Linked DNA regions of Zea mays: regions 2 and 3 are each linked to region 1. A link is a contact called in public Hi-C data. All regions are on one chromosome and are shown on one strand. Each heading gives the region's core, a stretch centred on a gene start, on an enhancer-like site or on the middle of the called end of the contact. The rest is flanking DNA. Distances are from core to core; before and after follow the strand shown. Region 1 holds the start of LOC100304395. Region 2 holds the start of LOC100501878. Region 3 holds the start of LOC100304231 (Pre-mRNA-processing protein 40C).

Region 1 (4,208 bases), core at 1,214-3,713:
TTGTTGAGATCAACTCGCAAACAAACATTTTTGAAACGAAATTTAAAATTCATTTTGAATTTAGATTGAGTTTGAGAAAATTTCAAGATTTGAATTTTTGGGGTGCTACAGGCCGCTAGCCAAACTTCGCCCTGCAAGGCTTGCCCCCGCCTAGGCTGAGCTCCGCCTAGATCCTATTGCTTCCGTCTAGCCATGAGTCACACAGGCTATGCTCCGCCAATGCCCAGTTGCCCAGCTCTGCCAGTTGTGGTCGTGTTCCACCGTTCGCGTCTCTAGCCTTAGCACACCAGACCATCTGCACCTATGCCAAGCTCGACAACTCTGCCGCTTCAAAGTCGATCAAACAAAAAAACTGCATCACCTATGCATGGAAACAAAAACAAGGGAAATAAGGTATTTTCCATATTTATCCCTTATTTTATAGCTACAAATTGCTTTAGAATTTTCTTCCGTTGTTTCGTTAGCAACATCTTGATTTTGATGCGTCCTTCGCCACTGGTTACCGATATTATCCGTGTCCGACTAGTTCCGTATTCGATACATGACTATCAATATTTGCATCCGAGAACACTCGTATTTGTATTTGTATATGAAAATATTCATATTCGAATTCGAATCCGAATAAAAATATGAAAACAAATATGATTTATGTGATACGCGTTCGTATTCGATCCAATTATGTCCCAATCAGGGTTTAAGAAACCGGTTCTAGGGCTAAAACCGGCCACCACCGATAACCGATTTATCGCGATAAACAGGCGAAAACCGGTAGAAACCGGCCGAAATCGAGTTTGGACAGTTTTTGAATTCGAACCAGTTTCCAAACGATAGACCGACCGATACGGCCGATAAACCGGCCGATACGACTGATAAACCGGCCGCATAGAATCCAAAACCGATCCATATGTATTTTTGAAATAAAGCACATTGAGGTCCCATAATTTGAACAAAAGATGACCCAAACATTATCACAAGTCCAATAACAACATTTAGCAGTTCAAACACATTACATGACATTGTTTCATAGTTCACAAACAACATCGAAGATACAGATACATGTTTTATAGTTCACAGTTGATCCTCCATCGAAGATCATTCCCACGGGGCATTCCACTGATATTGTGTTTGTGCCATATTGTACTCCTCCGTTGATAGCAACATAATACCTTGGTCACGCATCAACTAGGCATTGTACTCTACCCAAGTCTGACCAGTCCACGCAGAAGTCGCACTCCACGACTCAACAAACATTTGGTAGTACTCAGGGTCCTCCCATTCGTACACCCACCTCGTTGGTTGCTGTGTTACCTCACCAACCGGATAATTGACATAGGGAAGCAGGGGTGAAGATGAACCTTGTCTTTCGTTGCTAGAATCGGGGGTCCAATATGCTTGCTGTAGGCCTTGGTGTCCGATCCCTGTGTGAGTGGTCCTACGCTACTCAGGGTCCTCCCATTCGTACACCCACCTCGTTGGTTGCTGTGTTACCTCACCAACCGGATAATTGACATAGGGAAGCAGGGGTGAAGATGAACCTTGTCTTTCGTTGCTAGAATCGGAGGTCCAATAATTTCAAATGATTTGAAGCCAAAAGGGGAAAAATTAACCTAACCCTACCCCTACTCGACAGCTCGGCTAATCGGCCCATCTGGCCGATTAATCGGCTCATATCACCGATAAACCGGCCTAACCGGCCGGTAAGCCGCGCGACGCGTCCTAGCCGATGCGCCCGATAAGCCGGAGCTAGCCGGCCGATTAGCCGCTCAAACCGGCCGATAAATCGCCTCAAACCGCTGGTTTACGGACTGTCGGGGAAGAGGGACTTACCGGCGGCTTTCCGCTCCAACCGGCCGGCTAGCCGGTTCTTATGGCCGGCTCGTCGTGCTCTGGCGGCGGACGGGCGATGTTTCGACCGGACGAGGCGTAGAAGCGGATGGGGAGCTCTGTGGAGCTGGTTGCGCGGTGTTAGGGTTAAGTATAGCCATAATGGGTCGGCCCATTTAGGAGGTGTTTTTTATTATTTTTTATTTTTTTTAACTTTTTTGATTTTTAGTTTGAATTCGGTAGTGTATTTTTAAATTTGGTTTCAGTGGAAAGTCTTAGAATAATCCATAGTATTTATAAGAAAATTTTCATCAAAATATTTCAAATTTTATAAAATTTCACAAATTCAAACTACAAAACCGGCCGGGCCCGATAACCGAAAAGCCGGCCGGTTTATCCGGTTCGCCGACCGGTTTCTCAAACCTTGGTCCCAATGTACCGGATCCTTACAAGATAGCCTAATGCAACCCGCTAAAGCTCGGACGCAACGCCGCTAGCCCTCTACCACCGGCATGGGCCCAAAATCATCTGCCCCTTTCGAGGTCCACTTGTCTGTCACGGTCTCTCACGGAGGCCGTATGCTCTCGGCGAGTCTTATCACCCCCCCTGACCTCGTTCTAATCCACACGAGACGAGGTCGAGGACTCTAGCACGACTCCAACTGCCACGCGAGCTGCGAGCGGCGAGCCTCATCAATCGATCACACGCGACGCGAGTACGAGTACGAGTATACGGCCACGAGCAGACGAGCTCCTCCGCCACCAGTGTCATCGCGCAGCCTCGCGCTCGTCCATGGCGTCCGTGTACACGGCGCCGCGCGCCCCGCTCCCGACGGTGGCGTCCTCCTCGTCATCCGCGCGGCAGGTGGATCCGAACCCTAGTGGAAGCCGCTTCCTCGCCGGGCGGCGCCTCCGCGTCGTCCGCCGCCTCGCCGGCGCGGCCCCGTCGCGGCGCGCTCCGTGGGTCTGCTACTCCGCGCGTAGCCCCGACGCGGACGCCGGCGATGAGCAACGCCGGCGGGGTTGGGACGCGATGCTCCACGACGCCTTCCAGGGTGCCGTGCGACGGTGGAGCGAGTACGTCAGCAATTACTGGCCCCTACCGCCCTCTGTGAAGGAGGCGGGTACGGGGAAGAGGGTTGGGAGTTCTTACGATGAGGAGGTGATGAATGGGGATGAAGAGGAGATGAAGGTTGGGGAGGAAGAGGGAAAGTGGAGCTGGGAGAGGTGGAAGCGGCATTTTGCTCTCATTGAGGAGAGCGAGCGTCTCGTTGATGAGCTCCAGGTTAATTTTATCCCGACCCATATACTTACTACAGTCTACATGGTAGTAATGCTTTAAATGCGGACGGAACTTGCTTATGACTCAACACTGGAGTTTTTACACCGCTTAACTTGCTAATTAGCAAGTTTGAAGACGTGGTTGAATGAAGCCGAAAATTTCCATTAGTATATGATACCAATCCTGGAAGTTTATTCTTTGAAATGCCCCTCAAAATAAGCTAGGGTTTCTTTGGTTAAAGGTACAATTGAACACAACACAATTGCACCATTGTATGGATATGATGTACACACTATTTTTCATTTAGCTTCCGCATCAGGATTTGTTACTTGAGTAGCGTGAGTCTAAAGAAAATTGCCTAACACAGATACTTTACACACTAGATTCATGCTAATTAACTGTTATGGGAGCTTTACTTAGGAAAAAAACTATTAAACTCACTCAAATTTGAACAGGCTGCTTTGAAGTTAATTTTTTTAATCAAATAGCACTGGTTGTTTGATGTATTACTTGAATCGACTTTGTAGGAGATGAAAGGGTTCTTTTATAAAAATCACTGACATACTCTATTTGCTGCATATGATATTCACTTATTTTCCACCGAACTGTTGACATGTTGTCAACAATACATCCCTTAACATTGCAACTCTTAGTATCAAACATTGAAATATCCATTTCATAATCAGCCCAGTCACCTGATGTAGGTTCACAAACCATGCATATGCATCATACTATTGGTTGAAGTTTCTTTATTCTGTTTGTACGTATAACCCCCTAACTTATGACATGTCGTCTACTTCATTCCAACCTAAAAAAAGGTATCGTGCATCCCAAACTATGTAATACAGTTCAAATAATCACTAGGGTGGGGTTTTCACCATGACATTTGGGCCTGCTTGTCAGGGATGACGGATGACACGTGGCGTTTTGTCCTATTTTTCTATCACCCGTTGCCCTCCCCCTCAGTCAGTCATCTCCCTATCTCCTGTTCTTCATTGGGGTATAGAAAATCCAAGGGCCATGCTGTCGCCAATGCACTTGTATTTTCATCTGGCTTGCTGGTGCTCTTGGTGGTTCATTGGGTTGCACTGGGGGGATAATGA
Region 2 (4,208 bases), core at 1,056-3,555, 330 kb before region 1:
GGTGAAAGCTGTGCACCGCGTAGTACATCGCTAACATTTTACTGTATTTATGTGTTTATCTATCAAACAATGTAAGTAGTTGAGTTTGCCTCCAAGAAAAACATTGCAGAAATAAGGCATTATACAGCCTGTTGTTCCACTGTACTATGCACTAATTGCAGGATTTACTTCAATACAGATTTATGCATGAGTCAACTGATTACATCGCAGCTATCATATTTTCAAAGGAAAAGCAGAGCAATTATGTGATGAGGCATCAAACACACATTACAACAAACATGTTAAGATGATAGATAGATAGATAGATAGTATATGTATCATGTATCAGGATCTCCTAAGCACTTCAACAAATATAAACTTTAACATCATTTCAAAATTATTAAAAGACAAAATTCAGCAAGTTCTTACAGTAAAGGGAGCATCCATTACATCCTGATCTAACCACGGACCTTGCAAAATAAACTCCAGTGACAACAAGAAGGCAACTTTGGATCCCATGTTGAAAGCCTATCTTCTTTGCCATCATCATTCCAAGTCCAAAATGCATGAAAGCCTAGCAAATCATGGATTCAAATTTGTTGTTCCCTCTTTGAAAAAAAAATTCGCCAACAACCTTCTCCCAAGCAAGTTTAGCATCGCCTTTCACAAGAAAGGCCATCTTGGCAACAACATCCTTGGCCTCTGCTGACCTGCCTGCCTTCACCAAACCCTCTACCAAACCTTTAACAGCCTCAAATGGTGGTGCTGCCTTCATTGCAAAGCAGCTCTTAAAAATCCACAGCGCATCACCAAACTTCTGTTTCTCCACCAAACTCCTAAACAGCACCACATATATCTGCGAATGAGCAGACACACCCAAGTCACTTCTCCCCTCCCGCCTCTTCATCACCTTCATCTTCTTGAACACACGCATCGCTGCGCCGACATTCCCCTCCTTGCAATACCCCTGCATGATAGCATTGTAGGTAAGGTAATTCGGGGCTACCTCCTTTGATTCCATCACATCAAGCAGCTCCTCCCCCTTGGCTGTCTCGCCTTTCTTGGAGAACCACTGTATCCGGCTTGTTCAAGCTGATCTCATTCAAAAGCTTCTCAAACCCCTCCTCATCGTCCTGCACAGAGCAACCGGCGAGGACAGTGTTGTAAGATATGATGTCTGGGGCAGGGCGGTGCTTCGACTTGTTGTTGGCCATTTCGTCGAGCAGCATCCGAGCAGCAGCAAGCTCAGAGTTCTTGACCAGCGCGTGGAGGAGCACATTGTGGGAAGCGCGGCCGGGCGTGACCCCGTGCGAGGACTCCGCCAGGGTAATAGTGGACTTGATGTCATCGAGTCGGCCGGCGCGGAGGAACGCCGAGAGGGAAACGTCGGAGCGGGTGGCGGGGGCAGACGAGGAGAAGGCCCGGAGCGCATCGTCGGGTCCCGGGTAGAGGGAGAGCGCCCGCGCAAGGAGCCCCGGGGAGGGCGGGGCGGAGGCAAGGAGGAGGTCGAGGAGCGAGGCGGCGAGGTCGGGGCGGCGGAGGCGGTTCAAGCGAGAAGTGGCCAGAGAAAAGAGCTGGCGCGAGGTATGGAGGCGCGGGAAGTCATCGCTGGAGAGCGCGGAGGCGACGAGGGAGTAGATGTGGGCTGGATCAGACTCCGCGCGCACTGCGAGCTGGAGGTCGACCACGGAGGCGCGGGCGGGAGGACGGATGTGGCTTCAACGAAATAGAGACTCAGGCGAGGATTTCTCTATTATAAAAAAGTTGGGCATAGTCAATACTCTAAAATGGACATGTCAACTCCATTAACAGGTAACGATGATCTCAAACTCACGTCGTCATATTTCCGTTACCATATACGTGAGACCTGCTGCTCGCTCTTGCTGCCGTCCACGGACATGGCACTGACAATGTTGGAGACCACCGAGCAGCAGCTCCTCCCGTGCCAGCAGTCCGTCGAGCAGGGCGCTGGCGATGGCGGCAACGGCAAGGCCGCCGCTGCTGGCGCCGAGAAGGCTACCGTCATGCCAAAGGAGACGGGCCACGGCGGCGACGTCGACCGGCCGGACAGGGACCACATATGGAGCATGATTCAGGCACAGAATCCGCCGCTCGGAGACAGGCTCGGACGGCTTCTCCGATACCGATGGCTCGGCCGCCACCGACCGCTCGTGCCCCGGCTGCGGCGACGACGAGCGCGGGGGAGGAGGAGGTGGCCCCGCACGCGGCCCCGCCCAGGGCATTCCCGCTGCCGTCGCTGGCGCGGCGCAGGGTGGAGCCCACCACCATGGAGATCTCCACCACACATGGATTTCTCCGGCGGCGGCGGCGGCCGCAGCCACGCCGAGCCGGCCCGGTGGCTCGAGATCGCCCGGAAGCTACTCGTCGCGCGGGACCTGGTCGGCTGCAAGCGACTGGCGGAGCGCGCGGTTGAGGCTGACCCGTACCTCCCCGGTGCGGACGAGCTCCTCACCGTCGCCGACGTCCTCCTCGCCTCCCAGCGCCTGCTCCCCTCCGGCCGCCCCAATCCGGTCGGCGTGCTCCAGCTCCAGCCCGCCCCGGGCCTTGACCCCACCGCCGCCAAGCGCTCCTTCCACCGCCTCTCGCAGCTCGTGTCTTCCCCGCGTAATCCTCGTCCCGCCGCGGACACCGCTCTTCATTTCATCCAAGAAGCCTTTGCTGATCTCTCCAGCAACGCCTCGTCTGCTCCTGCCGTTCGCGGACACGATCACCCCTGCCCTGGACGAGCTGTACAGGAGGAGCGGCGACCAGCCGGAGACCGAGCAGCAGGCCGACGAGGAAGACGAAGAGGACGAGGTCGAGGTCGTGGAGAACGCGACGGGTATGGCTACCGCGCGAAGTCTTGGTCGGAGGCAGCGGCGCCCGGCTGCCGCGCGAAGGAGAACGCGACGGAGATAGAGGAGAACACGACGGAGATGGAGAACGCGACGGGGATGGAGGAGAACTGACGGCGACGGCGCTGGGGACGGAACCCGGTTTCAACGAGACTAATACTGCTCTGAATCCGTTAATGGAGTTGGCATGTCCATTTTAGAGTGTTGGCTATGCTCAGCTTTTCTATAGTGGAGAAACCCTCGCCTGAGCCTCTATTTCGTTGAAGTCGCATCCGTCGTGTTTCGTAATGTCAAATCTCTCCGCGGGCGGAGGTGAGCACAGCCGGGGTAGGGGTTGCGGTAGAGGAAGCCGAGGGATCGACGTCGGGTAGCGCGGAGAAGGTGCGGAAAAGGGTTAGGGCACGTAGGATGAAAACGAAAAAACCGTTTTGGTTTTACGAAAATGTTACGGTATATATTTGCATAGCCAATAAATGCTCTCATGATCATGCGTAGTGCTGGAAATTGGGTCGGGCCGGGCCAGCCCGGTCCAAGCCCATCGTGCTTCGTGCCAAACGGGTTCGGGTCAGGAAAGCCCAAATATTTTTTAGGCCGTGTCGTGCCAGACCGAAGTGTAAAAACAATGGCCTAACCCGACCCTAAACCACGTTGTGCCTTCGTTGGACCGTGCCAGCCCAAGCCCGGCCCGTATATTTGACCACATAAAATCAAAATATTACAACCATATATCGTTCATATCTTACTATATTAAACAATTCTAGCATCATTTAATCACATAAACTCTAAATATAACACCAATATAAAGTCGATATCTTACTAAATTAAAGAAATTAAACAAATTGGGCTTAATTGGGCCGTGTCGGCCCAAGCCCGGCCCATCTATGCGGGTCGTGCCGGGGGCCCGACGGGCCGGAATTTGAGGCCCGGCCTAGGCCCGCCTTCGGGCCATGCTAGCTCGGCCCATATTATTTCGTGCCGGACCGTGCTTTGGGCTCGTATTTTCGGGTCATGCTCGTGCTAGCCTGAAAAGTCCGGCCCATATTCCCAGCACTAATCATGCGTGACTGCGGAGCGCCTATCACCTTGGTGGCTTGGTACGGCACTCAAAAATGCACGTTGGGTTGGGCCACCAAGAAGACTTCGACTAGGGAGACAAAGAATGGAATTGAAGAAGGCAACATAGTCTAAGATAACAGAATGGAATACCAACCAACTAGTAAGGTTGTCTCCAACATACGCCAGCTAAAAGGAGCAGGCATTTAGCATGTTGGCTGAAGTATGCACTTCAACTGGCCATCTATAATACAACACTTTCCAATGGTATAGCAAAAATAGCTTGCCTCATGCTCACTGATAAGAATGGCCCACCAATTT
Region 3 (4,208 bases), core at 519-3,018, 310 kb before region 1:
GCACAACACTAGTTTCCCTAACCATATACAGGGCATGCATAACACACGGAGGCAAGGCAAAATTATTGTTATCTGTTCTTGGGTCCTTCGACAATCGCACTCCCTTTCCGTCACCCCTAAAACCACTGCTGCACAATCCACATTCAACCTTGACTGCAGCATCCCTTCTTGCGTCTCCTCCCTCACTAGAGAACATCAAACTTGATCTGAAGATCATTCAATCTCGTCAAAGATTGAAATTTGAAAAAGCTCTCAGTCTGTGTAAGCTTATCCGTCTGCTTTGTAAGAAAAGCATATCCGTATTGCTCTAGTTCTGTGTGACGACCATGCAGCAACAATGTGGTGACCCTATGACTACGTGAATCCAGACGTCGACCATCATCAGCCCCACTGTGTGCAACAGGGTCTCGACCCCATTTACAGATTTACTACGACTTACAAGGACCTTCAGATATACAATTGTGCATACTATGCTAAAATGTTAAATTGGCTGCGAGATGTGGAAGGTCAGTTGCGTTATCATCTTTCAGATAATCAATTTTGATTATGGAACATTTATAGATGTGACATAATGCAAAGCTATCACTGCTGGGTAGGTTTCTACTTTCTAGGCATTTGACAAATTCACAAAATTCTTCATGCACAGAATACACAAGCTAATCACATACAATGGAAATAACAAACGAATCTTGCTATCTATCGACCATAATATTCGATCAAAATAAAATAATTAAGCATGACAAAAAATCACAACGCTGTAGTAATAGCATGAGCTATGCAACATATAGTTAAATAGGCAATACCATGACCAAAATCATGGGTTAGCGTTAGCCATCTTTCATTTTCAAGTTAAACAGGCATTGGCAATAGTCTATCAACATGTCATCAACTCCATGTAGAAACTGAAATACTGTGTTATGTACAGCTAGCAAATTCACTAATGAATTTACGAGCATGGAGTTCCCATTATTACAAAAAGGTTTCTATAGAACACACCAAAGAGATTTATGACTATACACAGTTTGCATACAAAAGTCATTGACCATTGTACTGGTCCAAATGTCACTGCTCATCCTAAAAGCTAATCAGTAGAGTTCAGTCGCAATAGCTAACATTATCTCATTCTAGATGAAATTACAACCCTAGACATGTGGTCATACACAGAAACGCATCAGTGAAAAAGAAAACCATAAACGTAAGCATAAACAGTCAGCAACACAAGGCAGATAAGCTGCAGCAGCGAATATGTCAAAATGCCTACCGGAGAAGAGCATGGCTGTAGTGAAGCTGCAGCGCCGCCAACTTGGGGCGCTGGTGGCGCTCTCGGCAGTACGTTATAAGAAAAAGCTGCCGACGGAGACGGTGTCCCTGGCGCTATGTAGGATAGGGAGCCTGCAAATTGCGACCGCGGCGGCCCTGGCTCTGCGGGCGGGGCAGGAGAAACTAGCGGGGCGGGAGAAACGGGAGGAGGCGCTGCGGACGTGGCAGGTGAAGCGGGAGGAGTGGTGGCAAGCGCGGGACCGGAAGAGGCATCTCCAGCGTCTGCGGCCGCGACGGGAGATGGAATGGATGCCCCTGCCAATTCCGCCGCGGCGGCCGCTGGTTCCTCCACGGCGGCCGCTGGTTCCTTCGGGTCAGCTGCCTTTGCTGGAGAGGGTTCTTCGACGCCCACGTCGGAGACGGCCGACGCCAGCGTCGCCATGTTAGGGAGGTGGTTGGGGCCTAGGGTTTTGTGAAATCGAAGTGTCGTGTATTTCGCCCTCGCGGGAGAGAAGGCAGCGTAGTCCGGGGTGGAAGTGGAACCGTGGAAGAGAGAAGGATACGAGTTGGATTTCTCAAGTTGCCCCGTGGGCCGTAGGGCAGCTTTTTTCGAAGAAGCTTTTCGAGCTGGCATAAGGAGAAGCTAGTTGCGGAGAGAAGCCCTGCTGCTGCTTGTTGAAAAAGCAGCTTATCTGATAAGCTGGTGAAAAACAGCTTCTGCTTGTTGGCTGCTTTTAGGCCCTGTTTGTTTGGGCTTCTGGCAGTTTCTGGTCACCAAAAGCTGCTGCGGACTGCCAAACTCTCAGCTTTTCAGCCAGCTTCTATAAAATTCGTTGGGACAAAAATCATCCAAAATCAACATAAACACGTAATCGGTTGAGTCATTGTAATAGTAGGAATCCGTCACTTTTTAGATCATGAGCCCTATGAACAACTTTATCTTCCTTCACACGTAATCGTAATGATACTCAGATTCTCCACACAGCCAGATTCTTCACACAGCCAGATTTTCAGAAAAGCTGGTCAGAAAAAAGCTGAACCAAACAGGGCCTAATAGTGTATTCTGAAAAGCAGCTGAACTGATAAGCTGCTGCAGAAGTTAGCTGTTTGGCAGAACTTCTGCTTAAATTTGTGAAGAAGCTGAAAATAAGTTGTGCCAAACAGGACCAGAAACTAACTAATAAGGATCTAGGTATTTGACAACAAAATGCTTTATCATCTTACGAATACAAAAATTTTATAAATTAATTTAAACTGACAATACATAAGTTTTATAAGTAAACGGACCGTCGCTCACTCAGATTCTCACGGACGCGGCCTTCAGATGGCTTCGGACTTGACATGCTACTATTGCGGTCGTAGGAAGCGCTTCCCTGAGAAGCTAGGCCAGAATCCGGTCTTTTGGCAACCACCATGGGCTTTCGCCGGCCAGAAGCGGCTCGAAAGCTGAACCAAACACAACACGGGCGTAGTATGACCGCTACTGCGTTTAGGTTCTCGAAGCACTAGTGGCTCGATTGGATGGAAGCCTCGCAGGCACTGTCTGGCATTGGGAATTCAACTCCTGGCGTTGATGCTTGGGCCAAGCAAACTCTCGCCACCATCGTCCATCTTATAAACTCTTTCATATAAGCTAACTAGTCGATTGCTCGTGCATTGCAACGGCTCACAACAATATCCATGTAAACTATTTATTAGAAAAGATCTCAAGATTTTTTATTGATTGTCTCTGCTCTCCGCATAATATTTTTATTTGGCTAACTGGTTTTGTTGTTTACTCCATCCAATATGTCTTGGTACAACACGGTCAATGAAGTTGTTGGGGTCTTCTTCTCCGCCGAAGGTCCTCAAGACGAACATATTATCTAAGGGTTTTAACGGCGAATGTCGAAGCTACGACCGAAGGACGACAGCTTTGGCTTAAGGTGGCGACGAATGTCAAGCATGATGACGAGTTGTCATACCCGGATTTAAGGGATAAATCCGGTGTGTCTCATATGTGGGCCAAAGAAGAACAACACATATAATAACAAAGTGTATAGATAAATGTCACAAATATCATAAATGTCATTATTACATAGCGAAGTCTTACAAAAATAAATAATAAATATAAAGCGAACTAAATGTCCATCTATGACACCATAAAGCTAACTGGGAGACGCCACCTAGATCAACTCGTACTCCTCATTGTATGACTCCTCCTGGACCACCTATGTGGGGGACAGATATTCCTCGGGTCCACTAGAAGGCGAAAGGTCTTCGCGCGGGGTCTCAGACCAGTTACCCCGCAAGGCCATCCCTTCGTTGGCCGGGCAAAAGCTACTGGCAGAATGGGCCGATCTGAGAAGGCGACAGACTCGAGCCCAGGCAGTCCGTCAAATCGTGCGCTATCCAAAGAAATCGTCTGACTTTCCCGCGCATGGCACCCTCAAATGTCGGGGCGGATTATGGACACTACAGGAAACGCATAAATTTTCGTGGGCCTAGCTATTTTCGTCGGTCGGCCCACGAAATTACATAGTTATTTTCGTCGGCCCTCGAGACCGACGAAAATTTGGCTTATTTTCGTGGGCCAGTACATATTTTCGTCGGCCGACCCACGAAAATAGGAAATATATTTTCGTGGGCCCCGGGGCCGACGAAAATAAGTCAATTATTTTCGTCGGCCTTCTCCCGGCCGACGAAAATAAGGCATTAACTGACCACTATTTTCGTCGGCCTCAGTGAGGCCGACGAAAATAGTGGTCCGTTAATCGGCCTCAGCCCACTTTCTCTCTCTCGCTCGTCTCGCACTTCTTCTTTGCGCCGCCGCCCGCCCGCTCTCCGTCTCCGCGCCGCCGTCGGGTCCTCCCTCGCCGCTGCAACGCCGCCCGCCCGCCCGTCCTCCCTCGCCGCTGCAGCGTCGCGCGCCCGCGCCTGCCGCGCCGCCGCTGCGCGCCCGCCTCTGC

The links. Hi-C and Micro-C count contacts between places; a contact is called where the count stands out from the background.
Region 2: a contact with region 1 is called in a Hi-C map of leaf, with 6 times the contacts expected there. The contact joins the promoter of LOC100501878 here to the promoter of LOC100304395 in region 1. A contact is called at or near these places in 6 of 25 Hi-C or Micro-C datasets (ear, endosperm, leaf and 1 more).
Region 3: a Hi-C map of leaf shows a contact between it and region 1, with 3 times the contacts expected there. The contact joins the promoter of LOC100304231 here to the promoter of LOC100304395 in region 1. A contact is called at or near these places in 5 of 25 Hi-C or Micro-C datasets (ear and leaf).

What each region holds. Positions count from the first base shown.
Region 1 is chr5:27,721,748-27,725,955 of Zm-B73-REFERENCE-NAM-5.0, reverse strand. LOC100304395 reads left to right here and starts at 2,463. Exons shown (of 12, transcript NM_001165831.1): 1 at 2,463-3,108. The coding sequence starts at 2,617.
Region 2 is chr5:28,054,349-28,058,556 of Zm-B73-REFERENCE-NAM-5.0, reverse strand. LOC100501878 reads right to left here and starts at 2,305. Exons shown (of 1, transcript NM_001196518.1): 1 at 888-2,305. The coding sequence starts at 2,222. The coding sequence ends at 1,818. LOC100192519 (CHS13) reads left to right here. Exons shown (of 2, transcript NM_001137739.1): 2 at 1-93. It also overlaps the pseudogene LOC118471947.
Region 3 is chr5:28,035,735-28,039,942 of Zm-B73-REFERENCE-NAM-5.0, reverse strand. It overlaps LOC100304231 (Pre-mRNA-processing protein 40C), which reads right to left and starts at 1,768. Exons shown (of 16, transcript NM_001347126.1): 1 at 1,262-1,768. The coding sequence starts at 1,702.